Linked DNA regions of Zea mays: region 1 is linked to region 2. The links are chromatin contacts, called in public Hi-C maps. All regions are on one chromosome and are shown on one strand. The core of a region is the stretch at or near the end of the contact, and the rest is flanking DNA. Distances in the headings are between cores, read along the strand shown. Region 1 holds the start of LOC100281934 (ubiquitin-like protein SMT3). Region 2 holds the start of LOC542711 (sucrose phosphate synthase 1).

What was found. Hi-C and Micro-C count contacts between places; a contact is called where the count stands out from the background.
Region 1: a contact with region 2 is called in a Hi-C map of tassel, with 2.6 times the contacts expected there. The contact joins the promoter of LOC100281934 here to the promoter of LOC542711 in region 2. A contact is called at or near these places in 3 of 25 Hi-C or Micro-C datasets (bundle sheath, endosperm and tassel).

Annotation. Positions count from the first base shown.
Region 1 is chr8:168,392,150-168,396,965 of Zm-B73-REFERENCE-NAM-5.0, forward strand. LOC100281934 (ubiquitin-like protein SMT3) reads left to right here and starts at 2,798. Exons shown (of 3, transcript NM_001154853.2): 1 at 2,798-3,026. The coding sequence starts at 2,952.
Region 2 is chr8:168,234,001-168,238,560 of Zm-B73-REFERENCE-NAM-5.0, forward strand. It overlaps LOC542711 (sucrose phosphate synthase 1), which reads left to right and starts at 1,401. Exons shown (of 12, transcript NM_001112224.2): 1 at 1,401-2,103; 2 at 2,678-2,910; 3 at 3,225-3,288; 4 at 3,380-4,072; 5 at 4,182-4,313; 6 at 4,410-4,541. The coding sequence starts at 1,792.

The DNA.
Region 1 (4,816 bases), core at 1,548-4,047, 160 kb after region 2:
ACTTTGCGCTTGGTTCTAACCTCTGGCTCCTTACTGCCCAGACAAAAATCTCCATCCATATTATGGCTTCGGGGGTGATCTGATGAAGAAAGATTTGGGACGTCTTCAGCACTTCGACTACAAACTTACTCGAAGTCCAGCCTTGAAGAAGCTTCAGTAGATCACAACTTCATTTCCTTCAGGGGTAGGGATGTTGTTGTCTCCGCCAGCTCTCACAATAGACATATCTCAGAAATACCTTCCTCTCATGTTCTCAAGATGACTTTGTTTGATGGTTGATTTTCCGAAGATTGAATGACTTGGCTTCCAGGGCCAATCCTCAGAATCTTCGTCCCCACTTTCTACATCATAGTTATCGCTGTCACCAGAATCTTTAGACAAGCCCTCCAGTATCTCCTTAGTAATCTTCTCTGTATTTGTTTTTGCCATTGACTCAATAAATCCAGCAATATAAGGATTCACAACTTTCTTCTCATCAAAAAGCTTCTCCTCTTCAGTCAGCTTCGTCTCAGTAGCAACTTTCTTGTTTTGAGACATTTCTTCTTCAGAAATGACGAAAATACGTCTTTTTAACCGAAGCTTAGAGAGCTTGAAAAACTAGCAAGCGTTAATAAGCAAGAGCTATGAAATTGAGAAAATAAAGCAAATGGCACAGGCAGCGTATCAAATGTAGCTGGTGTGAGTTCTTATTTATACGCTCAGTACGCTCTAAATTGGGGGGGGGGGGGGGCGTTCGTCATTGATTGTTGCTATTCTAGCAAAGGGAAGGTGTTTTTTCGGACCTTTGGCTTAAGGCCTTCGTCCATGTCGCAGTCTGAATTCGTTATCTTAAACAAATTAATACTGCGAGGGGCTACTGTTGGGGGCCTTCGTCCTCCGAAAGTCCTCAAAAACGTGATTTAATAATGTCTTCCAAGTGTGACATATGAACATGTACCTTCGAACTCGGGTTAAAAGCATATACGATGTAAAAAGCATGATCGTGACGAAGGCTGGAGTTGCTCCGAAGCTACGCGCAAGGAAGCTTCGGCTAAATAGCGGAAAAAGGAACCGGCTTAAAGGGAAAAAGGTTATCTAGTCCTCATAGATTTGTCTATAAGTCAATAGTAAATATAAAGGGCATGAATGTAATTTTTCACAGGCTGTGCCTTGTGCCTATAAATAGATGAACAATACCCCGTACTGTTCACGCTGATTTGTACTCGCATGTGCACTACGCTTGTACTATCTCCTTCTGTTAAGCCGAAGATACAAATATAATTCTATATTACTGCTGTTTATTCATGATAATAGAATAAAAGATGAGTTAATAATGTTTCATAATTATTCATATTGTTTTCTGTGTTGTACATACTTCTTCTTTTATTAATGTATATTGTGATCATGAAGGTATGTCCTTCATGACTTTCGTCTGAAGATCATTATATCCTGAGGGGAATAATGCTTCGAAGGACGAAGGGCTTTAACCTTTAACATTTTGTATTGCCTTGTTCTTAACTCATAGCATTTGAGAACAAGTCTCCAACAACAACCAAACTGAAACGCACAGTTACGAAAGGTAGGGTTGGAAATGGATGTCTGGAAATTCGAATTATTAGTATTCGTATTCGCTAAAAACTGCTAATATGGATATCCGTATCCAACTTCGATTTCAATATGGATGTCAAATGGATGTATCCAAATTCGTTTAGTACTTTTCTCTATCCGATTCCATATTCGTATTCGAAAAATCATAAAACATCTGATATTATCTGTATCCGTGAAAAAATATGTTCCATGAAACCATTTAAAATTTAAGTTTATCACCAATTACAAATTATTTTAAGTTTAATAATATACTAGAAAATGATATATATATATATATCATTTAAAATATTAAAAATATTTATATGATAAATAACTAAATATATCAAGCTTATATTTCTAGTGATATTCAATAATAAAATTCAATAGTTTCATAAATATTAAATTATAACTCTCCACTTTATCTTAGAGAACACATCTCAACGAAATTCCATAAACATTCAACTATAACACTCCACTTTACAATATATAGATTAAATTCTTTATGTTTCCATTTAAATTTTGGTACACACATTTGATATAAATTTTAGTTTAGTTGTATTTGTACAAATGTCACTTATTAAATATCACATGTTGTTGTTTACCTTTTGTTACATAATTCGATAGTTTAAAAATATTATTTATATAGTTTTGTTGACTTGGATATGGAGGATCATGAGAAATCTATTTTAATTTAAATTTGTTTTGACTATCTATTGACTTGTGATTAAATAAAAATCCACATATACATATGTTAAATTTTAGGGTATGCTGTTTGAGTTGAATTGAGTAAATATCCGAATAAGAATTCAGATTCGACTATCCGTTTTGTGTTTGTATCCGAAGATATTCAAATTCGTATCCGAATTCGGACTAAAATAATGGTAAACTGTGACATTCGAATTTGTTCCGTGCGTATTTGATCGGATTCCACCCCTAACTAAATGTCTATTTTCTCAATTCAAACTGAAAAGCTCATACTTATAAAAAAAACTTTCTAAAAAAGCAAAAAAAACATGTAAACGAAGAAGAAGACGGGGATGTGAGCGTGGTGTGGTATGGCCCACAGGCTACACAGACTTGGTTTGCGTGTAACTCACGCAGCGGCCCATGAAGCGCTGTCGCACCCGATCCCCGAACAGCCGCGCACGCGCCGTACCCGGGAGGCAGGTGCCCACTGGCTGACTGGCCACTAACCCGAGGCGCCAGTTCACGCGGACCACAGGACGCCCGCGCAGTGACGATCCGGACGCGAACTCGTATCAAATTCGCATATGGGCAGCCGTCCTATAAGAGGCGTCGAGTCCGCCGGCGCATGTCAACCCCACCGCAGCACAGCGCCGGCAACCGCCGCCATCGATCGATCGCCCGGAAACTGACCTCTACCGATGTCTGGAGCCGGCGAGGAGGATAAGAAGCCCGCGGAGGGCGGCGCCCACATCAACCTTAAGGTCAAGGGACAGGTCAGCACGCCGGCGGTTCCTCTCTTCCTCATTTTCTTCTTTCTTGTCAACTCGCCGGTGGCCCCCCTTCCTCACCATCTTCCCCGTAGCGAGGTAGATTAGCGCTGTTAAACCCGCACCTCGTAGCGATCGATCGTCGTTGCGGTGTTGATTCTCGGATTGCTAGGTTGCTGTCGAATTGGGATTGGTAGGTAGCGATGTGTCGGTGCTGATAGATGGTTCTTTGCGAGCGAATGTTTTGTCGATTGCGCCTGGTGTGTGCTATAGGTAGCCCTTGCAGACTGCAGTACGGATTTTCTGAAGAGGGCATCGATTGTTGACCTTACAGTCTTTACTAGTTTAAATGGTCGAATGTTCATCCTTTATTTCTCTAGATGTTTGGTAACAGGATTGTTGATCACACAAATCTGAACTGGGTTCAATGCCAGAATTTTCAACATGTTTTATTTCTCTGGATGTTTGTTAATATCACAAGTTGGATACTGATATGCCTTGCCCCTCGCATGTAATTTATCAAATTGTGGAAAATTAACTTTAGGGCCATTTGGAACAAAGGAAATATGAAGGATTTTTTTAGGATTCATTCTCTATAGGATATTTTCCTACATGACCCTTTGGAACACAGGATTTAATCCCAACTTTCCTATGGCTTTTATCTCTCTACTCAAATTTCTGCATAGCATCCAAAGGCAAAGTGAGAAATTTTTCTGCGTTCTCAATTCCTATAGGATTGCAATTCATAGCCAACTCTAATCCTATGTTTTTCTATTTCTATGTTTTCATATTCCTTCCAAAGGGGGCCTTAATATTAGTTAAATGTCTGACACTGTAACTGTTGAAGCATCGTGCTTGAATGTTTTTCGTTTGCTTTGTTCTCTGGAATCCCTTTTTTTGTCCCACGTGATTCTGAATAGAGGTTTGCCCATAATTCTGTTCTACTATAGGTCTAATGAATATAGAGGTTTACCCATAATTCTGTTCTACCGTGGGTCTAATGAATAGAGGTTTATATCCTATAAATTTGAAGGATCATCATTTTTGTTTATACTGTTATTTTTTTGTTGGAGGATATCTCATGTGCATGAAACTGATATAGGCTAGTAATTTTTGTCGTGTCTGATTTTATTCTTTTGTGCCAGGAGCTCAGATTGCTCATAATTGTTAGTAGCTTTTCTAGTATTAATTACTGAAAGAATCGTTAAAGTTGCTTGACAAAGCACTTTATTCTGAGTTTGGTAAGCAACTTCTTTTGAAGGCACTACACGTTATGACTTATTATAATCGGATTTAAAAGAGAATTCTCACTAATACTAATTGGTTGGTGTATTTGAGTACGGCGCTTGACAATCCTCTTAAAATGCTTGTCAGACATTGACATGTTTGATAGGGTTCTAGGGGCCGTGTGCAAACTGATATAGGCTAACCCCTCGCTGTACGAATGCATGCCACGAGACAGGCTCGACCAAGGCCTCGGGAGGAACCTCCGTCTCGCCTGAGCCTGGCCTCGGTCTTAGATAACATCGACAAAAGGACGCCACCAACTCTTCTGTGAAGGATGCTGACAACGGGTTTGCTACAGGACCGACGTCAAGTCTGCTTTACGCCATACAGGAAGAATTACCATGCACTTTTCACCATACTTATCACATTTTTCTCAACTACGACTCGGACAACACCTCCATCAGACAGACTCGGGTACGCGTCCGAGCCCTAGATCCTGGCCTCGGCACTTTGCTCGGTCAAGATGCAAACACAGGGACCGAATGTCCTCCTCCTGGTTCAAGTCAACA
Region 2 (4,560 bases), core at 151-2,650:
TAGAAATGGTGGCGATGGAAATCTTTGCGTTTCATGGATGACGATCAAATGCAAGACTTGAGTGTGCCTAGTGTTTTTCATAGCCATGTTATTTGGTTTCGTCGAGTTAGTTTTATTTTTTAAAGAACTGTTCATTAAGTCAATATTTGATATGTAATGGCTGTACGCATCTGATGCGAAAAGCCGGAACTCTTGTTTCCATTATAAAAAAAAGCATTTAACCGATGAAAATTAACAAGAGACTACTGTTGCATGCAGAATATATAAATTGGTACAGATAAATGGATGCCAATGTTTGGTGTGTGAGTGTGAGGATCGGATGAGAGATCCTAGCGGAATATATATATGTGCGGTGAAATATTCCGGTCCGGCGGCAGCTAGCGCAGTGCATTGAGTGCCCGATCGGTACGCGCTCGATCGGAGACGAGGGCCGAGCGCGACGCGCCGGCGCAAGAGGGCTCGCGGTGACGGCGAGCGGTTTGTCCCCGCCAACAACGGGCCAAACGCGCCGTGTCGTCCGCACCAAATCCCACGTAGCGATCGTCATTTTCCGTACGTCCCCCCCTGTATATCCTACTACTACATACTATTCCTACGGCTACGGAGTACGCGCAACACCCATGGTCCGGTGGGTGGATATACTACGCCGTGCAACAGGGTATCGATCGCGTCGGCGTCGCTGCCGGCAGGACATGCGTTCGACCGGCGGCCAGCCGGGCGCGCCTGCTGCATGCATGGGACATGGGTGGCTGCAGAAAGGATTCGATTCGTGCGGGTGACGCAGGGCGTCCACATACGTAAGCATCACCACCCTCGAGCGCACGCACGGCACGATCCGTAACCGCCTGCGAATGCGAATCCTAACTAACGGACGGTGAAGCGAAATCCAACGGACGCGCAACGAGCTGGGGTGGGGCCACGGCCTAGCCACGTTTCGCCAGTGCCGCGGCTTTCTCAGAGCAACTCCAATAGTTATGTAAATTTTAGCTCTCTAAATCACATATTTAAGAAATTGCTAAATGACTTTTGGAGTAAAAAAATATGAGTTCTCCAATAGTTCTCTAAATATAGGTTGTAATTTTGTTTTGTATCTATCCACATAAAAAATAAGTCACAAAAACTATATAATGCAGTCAACATTTTTGTTTAGGGAGTTGTTAAATGGTTGCCAAATGTAGAGAGAAAATGAGGTTAGATAACAAGTTGTTAAATTTAGAAAGTTCATTTAGAGAACTGTTGGAAAATAGTTTTCATGTTAACTACCTAAATTATTGATTTAGAAAGTTTTTAGAGAACTACTGGAGTTGCTCTCACCCGCCCGCGCGCCTCCTCCCTTCTCCGTCCGTGGCAACGGAAGCCCCCCTATAACCGCGGCCGCCGCTGCAACTGCATGCACGGCACGAACCTCCCTTCTTTCTCAAATTCTCTCTCCGCCTCCCTGCTCCGATGCCGCGGTGACGCGTGGTGCATGCGTGCGCGCGCGCCTTTTCCCCTGCCTGGATCCCCCGTCCTCTCTCGATCGGTTCCAGTTAACACTCGCAGCCTCGTTCTCGAGTCTCGACTCTCGACTTGAGTCGCCAGTGGCCACGCGCGCCGGGACACGGGCGCGCTTTCTCGCTGCCGCGCCAAAGCAGGAAACAGAGCAACGGCCAGGAAGGACTCACGCGCGAGGCGAAAAGCGAAGCGGGTGGGAGAAGCGTGGGCGCCTGGGCTAGTGCTCCCGCAGCGAGCGATCTACGGTAGAGTTCCGGCCGGGCGCGCGGGAGAGGAGGAGGTCGGGGGGAGGATCCGATGGCCGGGAACGAGTGGATCAATGGGTACCTGGAGGCGATCCTCGACAGCCACACCTCGTCGCGGGGTGCCGGCGGCGGCGGCGGCGGCGGGGACCCCAGGTCGCCGACGAAGGCGGCGAGCCCCCGCGGCGCGCACATGAACTTCAACCCCTCTCACTACTTCGTCGAGGAGGTGGTCAAGGGCGTCGACGAGAGCGACCTCCACCGGACGTGGATCAAGGTCGTCGCCACCCGCAACGCCCGCGAGCGCAGCACCAGGCTCGAGAACATGTGCTGGCGGATCTGGCACCTCGCGCGCAAGAAGAAGCAGGTCAGGGTTTCGCGCCCGCCTCTTTCTCGGTTAAATTCTCTCGCTGCATGTTCTGTTTTTTTTATTTTTACATTCTCGCTCGTCTCTGAATTAGATGATTTTCAAGTGTTCTCTGTTTGCTGGACGGATTAATGAAGCGCACACTGCACAGCGAGTAGAATATCTTATAAATATTTTAATTGTTCCCTTTATGAACTTGTTTCTGGTTGATGTTTTAATGTTTATGCCCGATGATGGTAGATCAGACATGCATGGTTGGTTGTGGTGCTTTCTGAATTCAGAACCGCACGCTTAACTGGATGTCACGTCTAAAAAGAAGCTTACTAGTTGATTGCAGTGTTTCACTGTTGTTCGTATAAAGGTATCTCATTCAGTCGTTCTAGCATGTACTACCTGTCAGGACGGATACGGTATACTCGCGGATTTAGTTTGCTTTCTCCTCGCCTTTTTTTGAATTGAAATAAACTGGTCACAGCCTGGATTTACGGTTTTGTCCATGGCAACAGAGAATTCCACATATTCGCGCTGAGATTCTCGCCCTCTGCTGATGCTTTCTGAATTGTGTTATGAGCAGCTGGAGCTGGAGGGCATCCAGAGAATCTCGGCAAGAAGGAAGGAACAGGAGCAGGTGCGTCGTGAGGCGACGGAGGACCTGGCCGAGGATCTGTCAGAAGGCGAGAAGGGAGACACCATCGGCGAGCTTGCGCCGGTTGAGACGACCAAGAAGAAGTTCCAGAGGAACTTCTCTGACCTTACCGTCTGGTCTGACGACAATAAGGAGAAGAAGCTTTACATTGTGCTCATCAGGTCTACCCACTTGCACATTGTTTTGTTCTATGTTGTGCTAAATTGGTAAACCATATATATATATATATATATATCGTAATGAAATGTCTCTAGCCTTTTTTATGGCTATAGTTTTTTTTATTCTATCGTCTAATAAAATCCATGGAAAGCTTTTGCCGTCGTTTCTAAAAAAAAGCCTCTAGCCTTAGTTTTCTTTGCACTTTGCACATCGTAGGAGTAGAAATTTTGGTATTTTTTTCTTATAAAAATAATTTACAGTTAAACTTCTGGATTTTCACAAGCTGTTTCTTTGTTGACTGCCTTTTTGACTGCAGCGTGCATGGTCTTGTTCGTGGAGAAAACATGGAACTAGGTCGTGATTCTGATACAGGTGGCCAGGTAAACATCATTGGTCAGTTACTTGGGAGAAGTTCCTTATGCCGAGTCAAGTTTTTCATGGTTGAGCGCGATTGATCTTTGAATCTCACAGGTGAAATATGTGGTCGAACTTGCAAGAGCGATGTCAATGATGCCTGGAGTGTACAGGGTGGACCTCTTCACTCGTCAAGTGTCATCTCCTGACGTGGACTGGAGCTACGGTGAGCCAACCGAGATGTTATGCGCCGGTTCCAATGATGGAGAGGGGATGGGTGAGAGTGGCGGAGCCTACATTGTGCGCATACCGTGTGGGCCGCGGGATAAATACCTCAAGAAGGAAGCGTTGTGGCCTTACCTCCAAGAGTTTGTCGATGGAGCCCTTGCGCATATCCTGAACATGTCCAAGGCTCTGGGAGAGCAGGTTGGAAATGGGAGGCCAGTACTGCCTTACGTGATACATGGGCACTATGCCGATGCTGGAGATGTTGCTGCTCTCCTTTCTGGTGCGCTGAATGTGCCAATGGTGCTCACTGGCCACTCACTTGGGAGGAACAAGCTGGAACAACTGCTGAAGCAAGGGCGCATGTCCAAGGAGGAGATCGATTCGACATACAAGATCATGAGGCGTATCGAGGGTGAGGAGCTGGCCCTGGATGCGTCAGAGCTTGTAATCACGAGCACAAGGCAGGAGATTGATGAGCAGTGGGGATTGTACGATGGATTTGATGTCAAGCTTGAGAAAGTGCTGAGGGCACGGGCGAGGCGCGGGGTTAGCTGCCATGGTCGTTACATGCCTAGGATGGTGGTAAGTATAAAAATCTCTGTTATCCATGCCAAGTAGTAAGTGCTGTTCAACATAAATAATTAAAATCCATTAATCCATATATGTATTGATTAGAGAACTTTGTTGGCAGGTGATTCCTCCGGGAATGGATTTCAGCAATGTTGTAGTTCATGAAGACATTGATGGGGATGGTGACGTCAAAGATGATATCGTTGGTTTGGAGGGTGCCTCACCCAAGTCAATGCCCCCAATTTGGGCCGAAGTTGGTGCTTGATCCCAAATTCCTTTGCAGACCTACAACAACTGTCTTCACAAGTGTCGTAAATCTTAAGGTCGCTGCATGACAACTTTGTCGCAGGTGATGCGGTTCCTGACCAACCCTCACAAGCCGATGATCCTGGCGTTATCAAGACCAGACCCGAAGAAGAACATCACTACCCTCGTCAAAGCGTTTGGAGAGTGTCGTCCACTCAGGGAACTTGCAAACCTTGTAAGAAACACCGAAGTGC